Regions from separate parts of the Capsicum annuum genome. Here region 1 is linked to region 2. Evidence: chromatin contacts called from public Hi-C data. All regions are on one chromosome and are shown on one strand. The core of a region is the stretch at or near the end of the contact, and the rest is flanking DNA. Distances in the headings are between cores, read along the strand shown. Region 1 has its middle 52 kb from the start of LOC107850900. Region 2 has its middle 18 kb from the start of LOC107851056.

Evidence for each region. A called contact is a pair of places that touch in the nucleus more often than the background predicts.
Region 1: a Hi-C map of leaf shows a contact between it and region 2, with 2.5 times the contacts expected there. The contact joins two enhancer-like sites. A contact is called at or near these places in 2 of 5 Hi-C or Micro-C datasets (leaf and placenta).

What each region holds. Positions count from the first base shown.
Region 1 is chr12:109,440,388-109,445,457 of UCD10Xv1.1, reverse strand. No RefSeq gene overlaps it. Among protein-coding and RNA genes, the nearest start is that of LOC107850900, 52 kb to the left of the region's middle. Within about 2 kb of position 1,872, at least 1 of the 5 cell types and tissues checked has an H3K27ac peak or open chromatin away from gene starts, as enhancers often do.
Region 2 is chr12:109,344,521-109,350,163 of UCD10Xv1.1, reverse strand. It overlaps the pseudogene LOC107849084. Among protein-coding and RNA genes, the nearest start is that of LOC107851056, 18 kb to the right of the region's middle. Within about 2 kb of position 1,478, at least 2 of the 5 cell types and tissues checked have an H3K27ac peak or open chromatin away from gene starts, as enhancers often do.

The DNA.
Region 1 (5,070 bases), core at 623-3,122, 95 kb before region 2:
GCAAGTGATCTACTTCATCATTCTTATGTAGAAGTAAAACTATATAATACTCATAGTTGTAGTAAGATGTGTAAATGCATCAATTGCACAAGATATGGTACTTTAGGATCCAATCCAACTTTGCATATTTCTCATTTCAATTTTGAGCAGATAATCTATCGCTTTTGAAAACTCTCCAAGAGTTTCAATAATTTTCAAGTTATAAATTTATGCGATATAAGGATTATAAATAAGTTTTTCAGAAATTTTTATATGCTTCAAACATTTTGAATCCTTAAAAATTTATATAAACTTTGTCAAGTGACAATATTCAGCATTTCATGTGTGACATTTTTAAATGTCTGGACTGCAAATCAAATAAGTGTTTTGCTTACCAAGATGCATCCTTTTATATCACTTGATAAATATTTCTACTTCAAAATGCTTAAATAAATGTAGAATTCAGATCTTCATAATCTTTTACAATATTGCACCAATATTGTATCAAAGATAGCGTTAATGATATATTATTTTTTATCGATTCACAATGCGACATAAGATTTTGAGATCTCATTAGATCATTATTTTCATGTACCTGAACCTCTCATAAGGTTTCATAAAGTGCTATGTGGTAAATTTTTCAAGAGCATATTGCCTTCTTATAATAATTATTTGCTCCTTATTCTTTTTAAGGATTATTTCATTTGGACCCGATTGGTCTACCATGTTTTACACATGCATAGATTTTGTCCTTTAGGGGCACAAATAGGAGCAGTTGCAGCTTAAATATGAGATGCTTTTGACATTTGACTTGAATTATATTTTGAATGAGGATTTGATGACAATTTCTAAAATATTTCATAGTTCCTTATAATCTCCCCTTTGTGTTAGGAAAACTAACATATATCCTCTATCTTCTTTGAGAAATCCATCTTTGTGCAGTATGATATATTCATTAATCATATATCAGACATCAAAATTATTAGATAGACAATGTGTGGTTTCCGATTTAGAACAAACTCTGAGGGAAAATTAATCATGATTTACTAGTTGATGCATACAAGTACTTTTGTATATAATATATCATATTTCAAACCAATACATGAAGCTTTTTTCTCATTAGCAATAATTCAGCTATAGATCGAAGGCATTCAATATCAAATCATCATCATCAAGATGGATTGTCTTGATTACACAATCTGAAAATTATGTTCTTAACTCATTTATATTGAACAAATAACTTTATGAATGTCAAACTGCAGATTGACAATAAATGCACAAGTGATCATCTTATATCGACGCATCTTAATAGATCACATAACAGGTGAATGGGCTTATATTCACCTTTTATACTTTTTAAAATTATAAGAGATTCAATCCCAATATTAGTTGGTCCAACCAATTTATCATGAGAACAAGCAACACAAACAATTCTTGAAGAATCTTTTAATTCTTTAATACATGTCTAATACTCAATATGCACATCTTCGGAATGTCACAATAGGAACTCAGAACCAAAAAAACCAAGAAACAAAAAAAGTGATCAAAATAGGCCACCTATTTAATAAGTTACCAAAATAGGCTAAACGTAATAAATTATTTCGTTTTTTACTTTTTTCTTAATGATCAACTAACGGGGTTGACTTTTTATAAAACGTAATAAATTATTACGTTTTACAAATTTATTTATAAAACGTAATAATTTTTTACGTTTTATCAGAAAAATATAAAACCTAATATATTCTTACGATTTACATAAAAATCAAAATAAAAAAGTCAGTATTTTGTCACATCACCGCTAAAGATACTTTCCTAAAAATTGATACATCGTAAGAAAAAGTTACGATGTATACTTTCCAGCAAATTGTAATATTTTCTTGTGTTGTACCTTTTCTTTCACATCACCAAATGTGGTCCCCCCTCCCCCCCGCCTCACTTTCTTTCTTTGTTCTTTGTCTTTTAACTTTCACTATTGTAAAAAAATTGACTTTATGTAAATAATTATATATATGTAGGATGTAAAATATATATAGGGTGTAAAATATTAGTATAATCTTTACAAAAATTATTGGAGTATCAAAAATCTAATGTTTGTGGTATATATATATAGGGTGTAAAATAATTATTTAGTATAATATTATTAGGTTATCGGTTTATCAATCAAAAAATTGAAATCGAACAAATAACACAATAATTTTTTTTTATAAAATCATTAAAAAATTATTAACCCAATAACGATAAATCAATAATATTTTTATCGGTATGATTTTTGTACACCCCTAAATTAAATTGTGATTTCTTACTCTATTAATTATAATAAGAAACGTATTTGTGTATGTGAGTCTCCTCAAAATCCTAATCGAAAACTACAATGAAACACTAATCAGAAAAATTAATTTCATATTTTTAACACAAAAAAATATATAATTCTTTTCGATAATAGCATATTTGATAGACGAAAATTCAACATTTCACTATTTTGGAGTAAAGAAAAAACTCAAAAGTATAATTTTTTTTAGAGAGAAATTGGATAATTAAGTGTAGAAGTGGCTATTTTTTGATATAGAATAAATTTAAGGGAAGTGCTAAGTTCATGGGGTAATTGATACTTTTTTTTTTTTAAATAACTTTTTGTGTAAAACGTAAAAATTTATTACAGCAAAAAAAATTATTCGGACTAGCAGTGAAATATAAAATGTAAGTAAATTAGGTCACATCAGAAGAAAGTATAACATTTTTGCTGGAAAGTATACATCGTAAGTTTTTCTTACGATGTATCAATTTTTAGGAAAAGTAACTTTAGCGGCGATGTGACAAAACACTGACTTTTTTATTTCGATTTTTGTGTAAATCATAAAAATATATTACATTTTATATTTTTTTTGATAAAACGTAAGAAATTATTACGTTTTACAAATAAATTTGTAAAACATAATAATTTTTTACGTTTTATATAAAGTCAACTCTGTTATTTGACCGTTAAGAAAAAAGTAGAAAACGTAATAATTTATTATGTTTAGCCTAATTCGGTAATTTATTAAATAGGTGACCTATTTTGGTTACTTTTTTTATTTCTTAGCTTATTTTGATTATGAGTTCATCACAATCGTTCATGTCAACTTATGAACTTTTATACTAGTAAGCTCCAAGTTTATCATGGCATGTGCTTTTTTACTTTAGTAGATTTCAGATTTACTATTACATGAATAAATTTCAGATTTACCACTTCAGAAATAGATTTTAAAATAATGCTTCTCAATTATTTTGCCTCTTTCAGAGGTGAGTTGTGATATCGTCACAATCAAGTACACATTTATATTGATATGTTTTACTAAACATTATCACATTCGCCTTAGGGAATGGATTTGTACTTATAACAATCGAAATTCTCATTCTCCAGGAATGGAATATAATCATGACTTAAGCCTATCAAATTATGATAGCATAGAATCTCTTTCAAGATATTGCCATTTCAAGAGCAAATCGAGGCGTACATCTAATATAAAATTTTTTTCCCTAACATATCTTATAATCATAATAAGCGTGTAAAATATTATCACTTTTGATGATTATTATCATATTGTCCATTCACACTTATATTCGTACATTCAATCACTTGTTTTCTTTCACACATATTTTACACTGCTACCACATTCATTTTAGAGAATAGAGCATATTCAATGGAACATGTATCATGACTTTTCATCAAAAATACATTATTTTGCCTTAACCATCATAATATCATCAATATGGTGCATTGAGATTCAAACTCAACTTCTTAGTATCTTAGGACATAAATTCATGAGACTTGAACTCAATATAGTATTAGGTGTACCGAGACTATAACTCGATGTCTTACCCTCTTATTATGATGAGACTTAAATTCACCATCTTGCCCTCAATTAAATAGCACAATAAACCAAAACAAAATAAAAATCGCGCAACAAGATACAAAAGTCCAGCGATGTTTTTTCGACTTCTTGTAGTTGGCAAATTTAAGGACAAAAAAACATGAAACAGAGCCACTTCTGGTGGTCACTTTTCTTTTGCCACACACTTTGCTATAGAGTAGGAAAATTTATTTTACAATGCATATTAAACACAATATAGCAAGTAATGATGAAAATATTAGATCAAAAATAAATAAATAATTTTAATTACTAACCTGTGATGGACACCTCAATCAATTTTTCACCTGACATATTATTAGGCTTACTACATTTACCCCGTGACTAAATTGTAAACATTTTATATACCTCGTGACTAAATATCCCATGAATTTGTGGGGGTGGTACCATCTAATTTTTAAAGATGTTATTATGTGATTAAATTTCAGCAAAATATTTGAGATCCTGATAACGTGTTATGAAATAATAAAGAAGAAGAGTAGAGTGAGAAGAGAAAGTAATTCTTATTTCTCTTGAGGTATTCTAATTGAGTTTTTTACAATGAAAAAATTTCTTCTATTTATAGGGAAAATTACTTTTAGTAGAAGATAGATATTTCATATCCTGATAGATATCAAGTAGATCTTAACAAATCTTATCTATATTCTTGATAGACATTCACTATAATGTAAATACATTTTATAAATGAGCCACATAATAAAGTCTTATGTTTTCTTTCCTCATTCTTTTCCTTGATTTCAAATGAGGATTGATAAAGTTTTCTCATTTCTACTTACTCCAAGAATTATAACATTTGTAATTTACTAGAGGTTAATATAAGAGTCAGTGAATTTTAAAATAAACATATTTTTCTAAATTCTAGCTTTTACGTTACTAATAGCATGTAAATGTTCAAATGATAAACATTTTTTGTTTGATAATTTTGCTTTTACAAGTCTAACTTATCCTAAGTGAATAATAGTAATAATTACTAACAATAAGTAATTAGAAAAGAACAAAATCTATAACTAAACAACAAAATTCATCAATATGAATTTTTTAAGAGATCGGATTCCCTCGCGTAAGCCTTCAAAAATGTTAAATTTTCTTTCTTTACAATTTCTTTGAACTTAAACACTTTCATCTAGTAGTAGCAATTAAGCTTTTAAACGAAAATGGTCCTTCGACATCGTTAAATAGTAAT
Region 2 (5,643 bases), core at 229-2,728:
ACGTGGACTGCTCTTCTGAAAGCTCACGAGGCTAGTAACTTCTGTAGTTGCAGAAGATTCACTGGATATGTTGTATCGCACCTGAGACTATATCTCCACAGGTGTGAAGATCATTGTAGGATGCACGGTAGGATTTTCATTATCTTGCATTTCTCACTTTTCCTTTTTCGATGATGTTATTGTTGTTGTTATTATTATTGTTATTATTATTATTATTATTTTAAAGAAGTTAAAAAATAAATAATAGTTGATAATGTCAGGGTAGAATGGACATTTAAAAGATTCAATTAGAAAGGGGGGTGGGGGGGGGGAGGGGAGAATTAACTTTTTTCAAAGTTGAGGAGGGAGTTTAATTTTTAAAGTAAAGTTGGGGTGTAAACGATTTTCGCCCTAATTAAATTCTAACAAGAGGGTTTAAATATACACAATAATAATAATAATTTAGAATTTTATTTTTTTGTAAAGTTGGGGTGTAAACGATTTTCGCCCTAATTAAATTCTAACAAGAGGGTTTAAATATACACAATAATAATAATAATTTAGAATTTTATTTTTTTGTATTTTTACATATTACTTATTTTTAGTGTAATATTTTTAAAAGACATAATAATAATAATAATAATAATAATAATAATAATAATAATAATAATAATAACAACAACAACAACAACAATAATAATAATAACAATAATAATAATAATAATAATAATAATAATAAGGATTAAATTTAGTTAATACGATATTGGTTCTTTATTTGCAATACATTACCTTGGAGATAATGATAAAAACTTTATTTATCAATATGAAAATTTATCTTATTTAGCTTGAATGTTCTTTTTATGATATTCATTATTATTTTAAAGCCATCTCCAACCTATAACACCAAATTTCGCGCTAAAATGGTGTTGACCATTTTAGTGTAAACCAACTACAATGCACTACACTGAATTTCATACTAATTTTTTTTAATATTCTTCTTTCTTTTTAATATTATATTATTTATATTTATTTCATTTGTTTTCTTATTTCATAAAACAAATCATTTATTTCTTTTTTTTCGTATTCACCCTATAAATTCGTATTTTTTTATATAACCATTTAATATAAAATTATTTTTGTAAAAATAATATAAATTGCAAACAAATATGATACATTTTTCATATTAATGCTAATTCAAATAAAAGTGAAATCATTGATGAAATACAATTAAATAAATATTACATTATGATAAAATTTATTTTAATTTCTACATAAATATTTAACTTTTCAAGATTAGTATTTTGCTCCCATAAATATTTTATTAATGCATTGTGAAGTTCAAATGACCACATTTATTTAGGTAAAATTCAGATTATATCAAAGTAGAGTACTTCCTAGTGGTTTAGTAAGGGCTTTAAGAAAAGACGTAACTGCTCTTGTCGGAAGGACAGGGCTACTATAAAGATCTCCCACATTTGGATCAGGCTAAAAATAATGAGTCTTCTTTTTTCAAGGTTAGACTATATAGAACCAGAACAATAGACTACTCTCTGTTATAGCTGAAGAAAGGTCAAACCAATCTAGCAAAAAACTCAATCCAATGTTATTGATTTACTGCGTAATTGTCTTTAATTTTTGTATTTCAGACTAAAAATTATTCAAATTGATAATTTTCATCTACCGCCATTTATTAACAACATATATATTTGCACTTTTTAGTTTTGAGATGGTTATATTTTTCTATACAATTATAATTTATAATAAAATCAATTTATATAGTAAATAATATATACAGAAATTAATTTATAAAAATTATACATCAAAATTAGTATTTAAAATCAATATTATAAAGCTATTACATAAAACATAATGATGTATATCAGGGACATAATACAATTCATAATATGTTATATTAAAAGTTTTAGATGATAAAAATAATAATAAAATAACAATAACAGCAATATTTCTAGTATATTTTCATAAGATGGAGTTTGAAAAGATAATAATACAATAATCAAGTTGTAATTGGTGGTGATGAACAGTGACACTATTCACACACTATAATAGTGTGAAATTTAGTGTTGAGTTAAAGATGAAAAATACCAATTTCTATTTTCTACACCAAAATAAGATTTGATATAAAATTTGGTGCTAGATTGGAGATGAATTTAAAAATTATAAAATTCACTGTCAAATTTTTTAAACCTAAAACAAATACTTTATTATGAAAGCATAAATTACTATGGTTTAAGGTTAGAGCAAAATGCGCAACAAATAAGGAAGCAAAGTTGCACAATACATGAAACGAAAGGTATAAATCTCCACTTCTTTTTTTAGGTTTTTGTTTTTTTTTTTGAATAAAATAATAAAATTTCAAAAAGAATGAAAAAGTCCATTACTCCCTTAAGAATTAAAAAGTCCATTACTTCCTTTGTCCCAATTTTATATGTTAATAGTTAAAAATTTTCTCTATTTCTTTTTTTTAAAGTTTTTTTTTTCAATAAAATAATAAAATTTCAAAAAAAAAAAAAAAAAAGTCCATTACTCCCTTTGTCCCAATTTTATATGTTAATAATTAAAAATTTCAAGATTCAAACTTCTAAACTTTACGGTAATTTAAAGTTAAATTTTCCTTAAAAACCATTTTTATATAATATATTTAGCTAACTTAAAAATAATTAAGAGATATATAGCAAAATTTAATCAAAGCTAAACTTGTTGACCGTCAAAATCCAATGTGTGGGACCAATATGGGTGGTGCAGCTGCTTCACCCTTAACCAGTGGTCGATGGTTTAATCCTGAGCATAGAAAAAATTCTGTTGGGAGCGCTATCCTCAAATGGGCCCTATTCGACGCAAATTTAAGTTAGTCGATCTCCAATGCGAATATCGAACATCGGATGGAAAACAAAAAAAATCAAATGTGTGGGAAAACAGTAATACTCTCTCTCTAAATGCTGTAACAAATTCCTGAATAAAGTCCCATGTAAATTGTAACAAACTGAAGTACATAATTAGCAAACCCAACGTGAAACCAAAGGAAAAACCAAAAAAAAAAAAAAAAAAAAATCAAAATCAGCCGTCAACTTAGTCTTGATAAACATACTCCTTGTCCAATATGGAGAAGACGAAAAGGCTGTTGAAAAGGAAGTTGTTGATTCTTCGAAAGTTGTTAACATATGCCTTTTGCGTTATAGCTTTTAGTACTATGCTGCCGGAACATGTTCATATGTTCCTTCCAATGACATTCCCAAACTTCCTAAGGTACAAAAAAAAGAAAAGATTATGTTTTGTTATTATGGTTCTTGAAGAACTGAAACAATATAATTAACTGTTTTCGTTTATTTGTTTTGGCTTTCAAACAATATCCGTAAAGGCTTTTGCAAAAATATAGGATAAGTTTATTTATAATTAATCCTTGTGTTCGGTCCTTTCCCCACACCTCATGCATAGCGAGAGTTTCAGTATACTAGGCTACCTTTTTTTTTAATTTCTTGATCTTTCATTTTAAAGTGTTTTTAATCTATATATGGAAAATACTGATATTGGATGAGTATTCCCATTTCATATCTCTTTTGGGATTCTTGATATTGGAAAATACTTTACCAGTCTTTTTCTTTTCGCTCAGACCGACGCAACAGAGTTGAATGGATTCATATTGATATAGTCCACCCAAATTGGTTCTTATGGTTATTTGTTCTTACGTTTCTTGATTACATGAAAAAAAATAAAATCTAATAGTTTTGCGTGGGGTCTCTCTGGCTAGTAGGATTTGCATTAGTTTTGGTATTTTTTATTTTCGTATTTTTATTATTTTTCTATTACTACCTATTGTCTCATATCCCTCTGTTTTCTTACTGAGCCACTGTTACTTATGTCTTCATAAATATTGCATTTTTACTTTATTTGAGTTGAGGATCTTTCAAAAATAGCTCCTTTATCTAATAAGATGGGGATAAATTTACGCACACTCTACTCTCCCTAGACGGTTTATCGTTGTTTTGAGTATTTTGTTTCAATTTGTTTTAGTACTTTGTATTTTACTTTTGAAGTTTATTGAAAAATATTGTATTCTCATTTTCGTTATTTTTTCTGATTTCCATTTCATATGTTTCATCAAACAGCTTATCTTTGGGTGATTTTTTGATATTAGAAAATGCTTTCCAAGTCTTTTCTTCGTTTTTTCTCTCTTCTAATTTTTTTGTCTTTTCGTTGTTTTTATCTCTTCTATTTTTTTTTCTTGTTTAAGACAATTACTGAATATTTGAACGAAATTGTCTCAAACTGAATCGAATGGGATTCATATAGTGAGCTTTGAGAAAAGATTTATCTATATTATTCGTTTAAAGTTTGGTTCATTTATGTTATTGTCGTTATAAAAAAGGCTCATTCATGTCATTTTTTTTAATAATCTAATTTGGTGGTTTTTGGCAAAACCATTTTATACACGTGGTCAACAATGATTCGTCCACATCATTAATTAAATGAGCCAAAAAATTAAGCAAAATGTCTCAAATATATCATTAAACTATCAAAAATGACTCATTCGTGTCATCACCATTATAAAATCAGTTCATCCATGTGATTATTTTTAACAATTGTTTTCAAAAATATCTTTACCACGTGACCTTTTATTAGAGGTATACGTCATTAATTAAAATAAATCAACATTAATTTTAAAATATCTTAGACCCATTAAAAAAATGATTCGTTTAACAAAATTTGACCCACACTCATTAAAGTATTTTTTTCTACAACAACAACTATATTTCTTATCGGAAAAAATAGTGATTAGTGTATATCCTTTGGTTGTTCTTATTAGATCTAAATCATTATAAATGTTACGTTTAACATAAACCTCAAAAGTTCTATCCTACATTAACTATCTTTTTATGTTAAGTAACTGATTAGTTGTAATTCCAGTGACTCCAATATAGAGTAAATTTCTACTCATCCAACTTTGTATTTTTTACCCAAAAGTCACTTTTCTTTATTTTCTTACACAAAAGTCATTTAACTTTGTTTCATCTTTCACAAAAATCATTTTGATATAATTTGGTTAAAACTCTACCTAAAATGTGATATGAAATTAAAAAAAAATTCCTTATGTTTTGAGTGTAGGTTCAAAATGACCACTCAAATATACTTTTGAGAAGTTTTTGGTGCTTTAAGCTTACTATAGATGAGTTCATTTGATTTTCTTCAAATACTTAACAAACTATGATTGTTAAGTTCTATAAAATTCTGGAAAAAAAAAAAAAAACATTGAGTCACATTTAGAGGTTTATTATCAGCAATTTTTTTTATTTATTACAGAATTTGGTATAGCCTTCTAGATTAATTTATTTATTTGTAGAATAATTTCATAGATCCTTTCAAAAATTTAGTTTTTGTAAGTTGATCTCTCATGTTACATATGATACCACACTTACTTTGATTGTTTTTATTTCTTTATACAATTCTTTTAATTTATTTATCAGTATACAAAACTGTATACTTGGAATTAATTCTTTTATGAAATAATTGAAATACCAAAGGGGTGAAAATCATTTGCCCCCTCAAGTTTACTTTAAAAATTAAAGTCCCCCCTCTACTTTAAATAATAAGCATTCTCTCCCCTTTTACCTTAACAATGTCTGTTTTAACCTTGCCATTAGCAATATC